Linked DNA regions of Mus musculus: regions 1 and 2 are each linked to region 3. Evidence: chromatin contacts called from public Hi-C data. All regions are on one chromosome and are shown on one strand. Each heading gives the region's core, a stretch centred on a gene start, on an enhancer-like site or on the middle of the called end of the contact. The rest is flanking DNA. Distances are from core to core; before and after follow the strand shown. Region 1 holds the start of Exoc8 (exocyst complex component 8). Region 2 holds the start of Gnpat (glyceronephosphate O-acyltransferase). Region 3 holds the start of Fbxo31 (F-box protein 31).

Region 1 (3,573 bases), core at 550-3,049, 3.3 Mb after region 3:
GGAGTCATCAGGTTCATGCGGCGCCACATCTCCTCCGAGTTTCGGTGCTTGGTGGCTTCAATGATAATCTCCTTGTAACTGTGCAGGGCGCCCTGGATGTCCTTCACCAGCAGGGCGTGGATGATGAAGGTGAGGTCCAGCCCAATCTCTCCCAGCTGCTGGCAGTGCTCCTTGGCCACCTTCACACACTCAGCAGCGGTGGACAGGCTCTCCTTGCTGTCAAAAACCTGCTTGCTGAAAGCATCCACGAACATGCCCATGGCCGACCTTGCCCAGACCACAAAGGCAGAGTAGCAGCCACTGTCAGTGCCTGCAAAGTCCGTCTCAAACTCTCTCGCGGTCTCTAGGAGGCTGGTAAAGAAGACGTGGCACAGCTTGTGAATGTAGAGCAGCGTGGCGCCCTCAATCCTGAGCTGGCGGATGGCAGTGTGCACGGCTGCGGCCCTGTTCCTCAGAAACAGCTCGCAAGCCTTCGTGCACTGGCCCAGCCGGATCAGCTGAGACACGGCTCTCCGAGTAGCCTTGGGGCCGCCTCTCAGAGAGCGATCCGGGGAGAGCTCAAACACAAGCACCTCGGTGAGCTGTCGCACTCGTTCGTCCACTTTGGCCCTCAGCTCTTTCACAGGAGGTGGGCTGGGCTTATCTTCCAGGTAGTGATTTAATTTGTCCAGCAAGTCCACGGCACCCTCAAAGTCCCTCTGTGCAATACAAACATCCAAGTCTTCCGGCAGCTCTTGGATCCACTCCATGGAAAGGTCAACCTTTTCCTCCTCCGCCTCAGGGGTGGCCAGTTCTTCATCATCCTCGTCCTCAAACGGGTTGCTGCCCTTGGAAGTGACCGGTGGTGGCGCACGCGGGGCTGCTGCCTCCTCCTGCTCCCGCCTCCTCTTGTCGCTGAGGGCCCTCTTGGTTTCCTCCAGCACTTCCAGCCACTCGCGCTTGATCTTGGCATTTTCCGCCTGGAAGATTCGGCTCTCGGGGAACATGAGAAGCTTGAACATGTCTTTCATGGGCGGATTGTCTTTGACGTTGACCACCGCCAGGCGGTCCAGCGGGTAGAGTGCGTTGTAGCGGTACATGCCTCGCCGTTGTGGCAGCCAGGTGGCCACCAGCAGACAGTCGTTCATGAGGAAGCCGTGCACGCGCTGCAGCTGGGCCATGTGGTCCGCATCGTATTCCACCAGGTCCCCGTTGTACACCAGGTACTGACCTGGCGTCTCCAACAGGTCCCTGCAGCCCTCCACCTTCTCCAGCAGCGTGGTGAGCGTTCGCTGCTTGCCCTCCTCGCCCGTCCCGGAACCCTCTCGAGGGACGCCCGCCGGCCCGGGCAGGAAGCCCGCCTGGACCGCCCCGCGCTCCCGCGGCCCCGCGCCGGCCGTGTCCTCACCCGCAGAGGCGCCCGCGGCGGCGGCGGGCAGCAGTGCCAGCGGGATGCTCTCCAGGCTGCTCTTCTGCTCAGTCAGCAGGTGGCTCAGCTGGTACATTTCGCTCTCCAGGTAGGAGATCTCCCGCGCCGTCTCGATGAACTGCCGGTAGTTCTGGTAGACGTTGCGCTTCAGGTTCTGTGCCGTCTCCTCTGCCAGCGCCTGCACCCGCTGCCGGTGCTCCTGCAGGTCGCGGTCGCCGTCCGACTGCTGCGACAGTTGCTTCACGTACAGCCGCGCCTCGAAGCCCCCCGACTCCAGCTGCCTCCGCAGGCGGCTCGCCCCGCTGTCCGACATGGCTGCCACTCGTCTTGCTCCCGCGGCCCGCAGTGGCTGTTACTCGCCGCCTCCGGGCCCCACCCGAGCCCGGTGGAGAAGGCAGCGGAGGAAGCGGGGCGGGAGCAACACCCAAACGCCTGCGCCGGAGCCGAGCGCTGCATTGCGCCTGTGCCAGAGTCGAGCCGCTCGCACTGCGCCTGCGCCCGGGGCGGAGTGCGGACAATGCGCCTGCGCGGAAACGGCAGCGTCTTAAGGCGCGTGCGCGGACGAGCCAGCACGGAAGTCAGAGGAGGGTCCGGCACGGACCAGACTTGACGTGTGTCGCCGGACCTCAGCGGCTGTCAGGAGACAACCGGCTGCCTAAAGCCGTCCCCAGCCCGAGCCCAGCGTTCCTAAGCCTGTGCCCGCGGGGCAGCGCCGAGCCACCTTCGGTTAGGCGTTCGAGGCTAGCCCGCGCGCCCTGACAGCAGGGCCGGGAGGCCTCGCGAGATCCGTGCGCCGCACGAGCCCGACCGGCGTCTTGGGAGCGGCCGAGGTGGGAGTAGCGGGATGGACGAGGATCTGGTGGTCGCGTTGCGGCTGCAGGAGGAGTGGGACGTGCAGATGGCGCGGCGCGCGGCGGCGGCGCGGGAGCCCGTGTCGTTGGTGGACGCGTCCTGGGAGCTGGTGGACCCCACCCCAGACCTGCAGGCGCTCTTCCTGCAGTTTAACGATCGCTTCTTCTGGGGTCAGCTGGAGGCGGTGGAGGTGAAGTGGAGTGTGCGCATGACCCTGTGAGTGCGTCCGCGAACGGCTCGGAACGTCGGGAAGGGCCAGGCCGCTAAATTGTCGTTGGTGTCCCCGCCTCGCGGCGCAGGGAGAGGTCGCCGGGAAACGTGCCCACTCCCCAGTCCCGGGCCCAACGTCCCTCAGTGATGAACCAGCCGGATCCCTTATCAGAGTTTGAGAAATCCTATTCGAGATAGTAATCTGCCCCGCACATACACTGTCACATAGCAGCTTGAGGTAAAGCAGGCTAAGACGTAGTGTACTTCTAACCTCATACCAGCCCTGTGACTGTTTTGGGAGAAGTGCCCATGTATGCCTGTGCGGAGGGGAGAGGGTGACAGTGGGTGAGGGTTAGCAAGTGTTAACTCTCTGAAGCCAAGTGACCCACTCAGGAAAGCCATCCTCCCATCAGGGACGTTTTCTTGTGAAACAGTTCTTGCCCAAGAACTGTTAGGGATTTGCTGCCCACCCCCACCCCCTTTTTTGTGGGGAGAGGGGAGAGGGCCTCACTATGTATCTGTGGCTGTCCTGGAACATACTCTGTAGACCAGGCTGGCCTGGAACTCGGAGATCCTCCTGCATCTGCCTTCCACGTGCTGGGATTAAAGGCCTGCACCACCATGCCAGACTAAGGTTTGCTTTTTGTTCTGTCTCCTCTGTATTCGTTGACCCTAATCCATTGTTGTGACTGTTTTCCAGGTGTGCTGGGATCTGCACCTATGAAGGGAGAGGAGGCATGTGCTCCATCCGTCTCAGTGAGCCCCTGTTAAAACTGAGACCAAGAAAGGACCTTGTAGAGGTATTCTTTGCATAAGCCTGATTCTCAACAAGTTGATTTGCAGGATTTATTTATTTATTTATTTATTTTTAAGAGATGGGTTCTTTGTTTGTTTGTTTGTTTGTTTTTCGAGACAGGGTTTCTCTGTGTAGTCCTGGCTGTCCTGGAACTCACTCTGTAGACTGGGCTGGCCTCGAACTCAGAAATCCGCCTGCCTCTGCCTCCCAAGTGCTGGGATTAAGGGCGTGTGCCACCACCACCCGGCTAGAGATGGGTTCTTGATAGCAGCCCATACTGGCTTCAACCACAAGATCCTCTTGCCTC
Region 2 (3,545 bases), core at 864-3,363, 3.3 Mb after region 3:
TCTAAGGCCACTGAAGCATCCATTACCTTTGCCGGCTCATCTTCATCTGACTTTAGTTTTCTCTTTTTACTTTTGCTTTGAAACTCTACCACTTCCACTAGCTTGCTGCCGTTCTTTGGGGGAGAGAGGGAGACTGCAGTAGTGACAGGGACTTCTGAAGGGGCAGCGGGAGCAGACTGCAGTTCTTCTCTGAGCTTCTGGAAAAAGCTGGAAGCACTCTTCTTCTGGCCTCGTACAGGAGATCCAGGCAGGGGAAGCGGCTCTACTGCCACATCTTCTATAGTCTCTGAGTCTCTCTTCTTTGCTTTCTTCTTTCGGATCCTTTTCTGCTCTGTTTCACCTTCCGTCTCTCCTGTTCATTTCAACATTAAAAAAAAAATTAAAAATCATCTTAGTTTTAATTAATGCCAATACTGAAGGAATGCCACTTTGCATGGGGCCCAGACACAGGCATCCACTCATGTACACAAAGAAACGAAGTGCTTAGGGCCAGGTCTCATGACTTCATGATCTCCAGGACCCACACGGTGGAAGGAGAGAACTCACTCCTGTGGGAGGTGTTTTCTCACTGCATATGGCGGGGTTGACACACACCCGCACATACATAAATAAATAAAGTAACCGGAAACCACAAACACAGGCAACACTTTCAGAAATCAAAATCCTGCCTTCCTTCCCAGATAGCTGCATACACCTCTGACCCTTAGTAATACAATTACGCTAGTCCTCACACCCGGTGCCATCAACGTCATAGTTCCCAGGACCATGTTAAAAGCATTTGCCTCTATACTAGCATGTCTTTTTACCACACTGCAGGGTTACAGGTACATGTCCGGGTTCTTCTTGTTTTCCTTCGGTTTTGGATTTAAAGGGAATCCAGCTAAACTTTAATTGCTTTAATTTGAATACCTTTACTTTCTACTCTATTTCTCATCTTCAGTTTGTTTCTTCTGCTCAGACTCTCAACAGTGATCTGAAATTTCAATCAGGCGTCTAAGCCTCAGTACTGACCTACAGTATGGGCCCAGGAGCTTTCTGAATACTAGCTGTGTACTTGTGGCCAATGTAACTCTGCCAGTATAGATATAAAAATGAATAGGTAAAGTCCAGGTAGCTGGGAAGTAACTACCGTAATGAATTCCTGCATGTGTGAATATCAACTGTATCTAGGATTTTAAAAATTAGTCTTAAAACTTGTGAAAGTCAGCCAGGTGGTGGTGGTGGCGGCGGCGCACGACTTTAATCCCAGCACTTGGGAGACAGAGGCAGGCGGATTTCTGAGTTCGAGGCCAGCCTGGTCTACAGAGTGAGTTCCAGGACAGCCAGGGCTACACAGAGAAACCCTGTCTTGAAAAACCAAAAAGAAAAAAAAAAAAAAAACCCAAACAAACAAACTTGTGAAAGTCGGAGGCCAAGTGTTGTCGGTGGACACAAAGAACCTAACACAGCGCAGAATGTGACATCAGGCCCTAGACCTTGAGACTCGAGCTCTTAAGGAGGACCTTTATGAAGATGTGTGTACATATATGGGTTGCTCTGACAGTTAATGAGGGAAACACACAAAAATGCATGTACATGTACACCTGGTACGTTCTTCCAAGTTCTCAGCTTGCTTTTGCTTTTTAATCGTGTAAGTGAGCTTGGAATTTTGAGCAACCGCTCCAAAATAAAAACAATACAGCGTTTGTTACGTGTCTGGTTCTAAAAGTCAGGCAATCAACGTGAGCTCTTCTGCCTGCCAGTGCCTGTCCTTCTGCGAGTGGCCTGCCTTTAGTAACCATCTCTGATTTTATTTTCCTGCACAGTGAGAAGGAGAGCAAAAGGTCGGCCAACAAGTGGGGGAGAAGGTCCCGGAGAGGGTAGCGCTTGCGGACATGGCTCCAGGAGACCACGTGGGCCGTGGTCCCGCCGCCTCGGGATGCGTTTCACTGTCTTTGGCCGCCTCCTCCCAGGAGCTACGCTCACCCAGGTCGTAGAGGGTCCGCAGAACGGCGTCCAGGAGTGCCTCCGAACCAGGAGGCTCAACGGAGTCCGAATCGTGCTCCGCCGCCATGGGAATCAGCACGGAGACCCCCCCAGATCCCGCCCAGTGCCCACCACTTCCGCTTCCGGCGCGGCTTCTGCGCGTGCGTCACGGTCCCTGCGCGGCCTCGGGCCTGGTTAAGATGGCGGTGCCCGGGGTCCCGTGCAGTGGCCGTACGGAGTGCCACTGTCCTGGGCAGACGGGAGCCGCCCCGTGCGAAAGAACCGCCCCCAGCGGCTGCACTACAGCCGTGTAGCAGACCAGCCCAGGCCCCGCCAGGGACGGCAGCCGCGCCATGGACGTTCCTAGCTCCTCCAGCTCCCGATTCTCGGTCGGCTCGGCCAGCCCTAGCAGTGTGCTCCTCTATGCGGTAGGCGCCTGGGAGGACCAAGGCCCAGGGCAACGTCGCGGGAAGGACAGTCCCTCCCCGATCCCTATGTCCCCAGCCCACGACCCTTGCTTGTCTTAAAGAGCGGGTCCTAACCCAGTTGGGTACGTGGCTTGGTATCCACGGCAACCATGTGTCTGCGCCTCGGTTAACGCGTCTGCTTTTACAAGTTTGTATCGATGGCGGTCCCTCTGTCCCTTCTCCCCGTCAGGCCGGGAGCCCCCGCACACAACATGAGGGGAGCATTAGAGTTCTGCCTGTTGAGTAGTAATCTTAGTCCTGACCTAGCCCGAGAAGACTTTTGGGTCTCCACCTCCCGCCTTCTCCCCAGCCCTCTACCTTAAGTATTCCTGAGAGAGAAAAATATTCGGCTACAATATGCGCGTAGAGTTTTTTTTTTTAACTCTTACTTGGAACCTCAGGAAATTACTGTCTTCTATTCGTTATGTTTGCACAAGTTTCTGAGTAGGATACCCATTGCCACTGTTTTCTGTCCAACTTACCTTCTACACTACCCCCTTCCGCCCCCCACTTCCTTCCTCTTCTAGTTTTAACTGGTGGTTTGCCCCGTTTGGTTTCCAACAGAGTGTTGGTCACTTACAATATTCACGAGCAATTATCAAGGTGGAGACTTCGTGTGCTTTCACTCCGTGGGTTTGCACAATTACGGGTGGGGTGGGGTGAGAATTTGCTTATTTTTATGTGTATGAGTGTACCTGCATGTGTGTATGTGCACCACGAGGTGTCTGGTGCATCAGAGGCCAGCTCTGGGAATTGAGTTACAGATTGTGAGCTGCCCCAATGTGGTTGCTGAAGGAATGACCCTTAACCCTTGTGCCATCTCTCCATCCTCGGGGGAGAGTTAAAAAAAATCTTAATTAATTATTTTTGAAACAAGATTTTCTTGGTTTGTTCTCTGGCTTTGGCACTAGCTGTGAAGCCCCAGGCTTTCTGGATCTTGCATTCCTCATGCCCTCACCTCCAGAGAGCTAGGATTATAGTCTACACCACCACTCTTGACAAAAGTGCCTTTCAAAGGGTATTTCCATGCTATGCCAGTAGTTAACACCATTTTCTTTTCTTTCCTTTCCTTTCCTTTCCTTTCCTTTCCTTTTCTTTCTTTCTTTTTTTTTT
Region 3 (3,236 bases), core at 621-3,120:
TAACTCTCTTGGGAGTATGTCCCAAGCTCCAGTTGAGCTAGCATGGCCAGAGCACCCCTCTGAAATCTCTAGTTTCACAGAAGTCTGTGATCCTGGTCTTAGCAATGACCTACCCAGGCCCCCTAGAGTTCCCCCAAAATCAGCACAGGCCCAGCAGACCAATGGAGAGCACTCTGGAGTGTGCCCGGGTGTCAAAGGTGCACACGCTAACCATCAGGTGAACACCAGTCAAAGAAAGCCTTGCTGCACAGACCAACAACCTGAGCTCCATGCCCTGAACCCAGAGAGGAGAGGTCCTCAACCTGTGCGGTGAGAACCTGAGGACCCATTAGCGGTTCACCTAAGACCACTGGCAAACACAGACGTTTACATTACAGTTCTTAACAGCAGCAAAATTACAGTTATGAAGTAGCGACAAAATAACTGTATGGCTGGGGGTCACCACAGCATGAGGTGTATTAAAGGGTTGTGGCAATAGGAAGGTTGAGGACCACTGCCAGAGAAGAAACAGATGTCCTCTAACCTCCAAAGACATGCATGCCCCTCTCTCTCTCTCTCTCTCTCTCTCTCTCTCTCTCACACACACACACAATAACAATAAACAGAGTAACAGAGTAATTTGTAAAAAAGAAAGAACAGTGCTCAGACAGAAGCTGAAAACAAACATCACCCATCCTGTGCGACTAAAGGTTACTACTGAGGATCTTATACAAGAAAACAAGACAAAAGACAAACAGGACGTTACATTGGGCCAACAGACATACCAGTCATGTTCAGGACTGAAGGCTTTGCATACTTATTATAAAAGCCCCTACCCAAGTCACAATCCCACTCAGACGTGGGGTAAGATTACCCCAACTTCCCACAGTGCGAAGGTAAGGGGAGACAAGCCAGAACCCTGATGTCAACCGTGAAATTACACAAGAACCCTGCAGCAGGGAGGACCTGGGGAAACCGCTTCCTCACACAGCCTGCCATCCCACAATCCCACTTGGAGAAGTGCAGGCTCACGAAGATGAACCACCCCAGAGGTTTTCACAAGATAGATGTAAATCCCCTGCATTTCTACAAAATGCACAAAGCAGTCTCCGGCGTGCTGTGGCCAGAAGACAGAAAAGGCTGAAGCCCACACACAGTCAGAGCACTAGCCTGTGTGACATGCAGGCAGTGGAATCCCTGATGTTCCCTTCACGGAACAGCAAGCCTCCAGGACACACACACACACACACACACACACACCAACAAGCCATTCAGGCTGAGTACCGTGATGTATGTACACGGACGTAAGGCCTTCAAATGGGACTGTGGCCGCTTTGCGTCCTCATTATTCCTGCACCGGGAGGGTGGGCTGTAGGTTTGGTTTAGGGGGACGGGGTCTGACATTTTTAAAAACAGGATCTCACTCTGCAGCCCTGGCCTGCTAGCTGTCTGGTTTTCTCACTCTGCAGCAGGCCTGGTTTGGAACTCCACACCATGCTCCTGCCTCGGCCAAGTGTCCGTACTAGGGGATGCACCCGCTCACCCTCGCGGCAGCGCCGTCTCCAGATGGTGTCCGTGTGCAAGATTCGGCGGAACCTGCTGCAGACCTGAGCCAGGCTGGGCAGGTCGGTGCCGGGCAGCGACGCGAAGATCTCCACGAGCAGCTCAGGCGGGAGCTCCAGCAGAGAGCAACGCGCCGGCCCCGCCTCGATGCGCTCCTCCTCGGGGTCCGTGTCCGCCTCACTGTCCGCCGCCGCAGTCTCGGCCGGGCCGCGGCGCTGCTGGCGGCGGCGGCACCCACGCGCGGGGCCCACGCCGCAGAGCCGAGCACACACCGCCATGCCCGTCACCACCGCGGAGGCGCGCACGCGGACGCGCACGCACAGCGCTCTGCGCAGGCGGCCAGGCAGCCGTAGTCCCGCTTGCAGGCTCCTCAAGCTCCACCCCAAGCGTGACCACGCCCTCCGACCCCAACCCCTCACACGCCCCCATGAAGACTCGCCCCGCCCCTAGACGCTCCCACCCTTCCAAGCCCCACCCAGACGCTTCGCCCCGCCCCTTGAGCAGTAGGCCCCGCCCTACGTGTTAGGTCCACGCCCTTGTATGGAGCCACACCCTATTTCCAGGCTCCGCCCCCAAAACGTTTGGCTAGAAACTTAGGACGCCCAGCTGCTCACTAAAAGAGGGTCGCCGGGTTCAGCTCCGGAAAGCCCCGCTCCTAGCATGACCACACCCCTCCCACAAGTCCCACCTCTGACCCCGTTTACAGGGTAGAACGAAGGGGTTTTACCTTAAGCAAGAAAACAATGCAGGATGCCCCGTGTGAGGATCGAACTCACGACCTTCAGATTATGAGACTGACGCGCTACCTACTGCGCTAACGAGGCTCCTTAGCAGCAAGCTCGCTGCCAGGGCCTTTGCACAGGTGGTGGCCTCGCCATGAACAAAATCTGGCAAGGGAAACCATAAACCAAAGCTACCGTCGCCTAGCAACACTACATCTAAACTAACTTGCCAAGATTACCTTGGTTGCAAAAGGAAAGGTCTGGTGCTCAGTGAGGTGGGAGTTCCTGGTGTCCCCAAACCTGCTCTCCAGCTCACATTGCCCCGCGCAGCACAAGGCGTCTAGAAACTTCCCTCTCAGGAAAAGAGTAGTCTGGGGTATCCTCCGCAGCTCTGCCCTTAATGACCCTATATAACAATATCGCCTATTTTTTATTATTAAAATTAACCGTTTGCGTGGCGGTCTCTCATCCCAACTTGGGGCTAGGGGATCAAGGCAGGAGGATCAGAATTACAAGGTCACTCTTGGCTACTTAGTGACTTTACGGCCAGCCTGGGCTACGTGAGACCCTGTGCCTCCTAGCAGTCCGCTCAGTAAATTATCCCAACAAGCAAACAGATATTACCTAATGCATTCGTTGATTGATTAACAATAGCATTAAGCAAAGGCTCCACTTGGTGGCCTGTAATCCTAGACCTTAGGGAGATGAGTCAGGAGGGTGGGGACTTTTCAGGACAACCTGAGCTATGCGGCAAGATTTCATGTAAAAAACAAAACAAAACAAAACAAAAAAGACTTAAATTACCTGATAATATTAACATCGTGTAAAAGTGTAGCTGAGCACACGCTGCCTCTTGTCCCCGTGTGTTAATGCCCACGGGGGAGGGTAAGCTCTTTGTGGGCATGTGGCTGAGACCCTAGACTGTCTGCTCCAAGATGAACCCTTCTGGTCTATCATTCATGGGCTGTCAAT

Evidence for each region. Hi-C and Micro-C count contacts between places; a contact is called where the count stands out from the background.
Region 1: a Hi-C map of CD4 T cells shows a contact between it and region 3, with 2.9 times the contacts expected there. The contact joins the promoter of Exoc8 here to the promoter of Fbxo31 in region 3.
Region 2: a contact with region 3 is called in a Hi-C map of CD8 T cells, with 4 times the contacts expected there. The contact joins the promoter of Gnpat here to the promoter of Fbxo31 in region 3.

What each region holds. Positions count from the first base shown.
Region 1 is chr8:124,895,906-124,899,478 of GRCm38.p6, forward strand. Exoc8 (exocyst complex component 8) reads right to left here and starts at 1,800. Exons shown (of 1, transcript NM_198103.2): 1 at 1-1,800. The coding sequence starts at 1,721. Sprtn (SprT-like N-terminal domain) reads left to right here and starts at 1,989. Exons shown (of 5, transcript NM_001111141.2): 1 at 1,989-2,476; 2 at 3,171-3,270. The coding sequence starts at 2,253.
Region 2 is chr8:124,860,920-124,864,464 of GRCm38.p6, forward strand. It overlaps Gnpat (glyceronephosphate O-acyltransferase), which reads left to right and starts at 2,114. Exons shown (of 16, transcript NM_010322.3): 1 at 2,114-2,393. The coding sequence starts at 2,319. It overlaps 2810004N23Rik (RIKEN cDNA 2810004N23 gene), which reads right to left and starts at 2,110. Exons shown (of 7, transcript NM_025615.2): 1 at 1,966-2,110; 2 at 27-352. The coding sequence starts at 2,053.
Region 3 is chr8:121,576,936-121,580,171 of GRCm38.p6, forward strand. Fbxo31 (F-box protein 31) reads right to left here and starts at 1,871. Exons shown (of 9, transcript NM_133765.4): 1 at 1,523-1,871. The coding sequence starts at 1,820. It overlaps n-TMcat17 (a tRNA gene), which reads right to left and starts at 2,366; the gene lies at 2,294-2,366.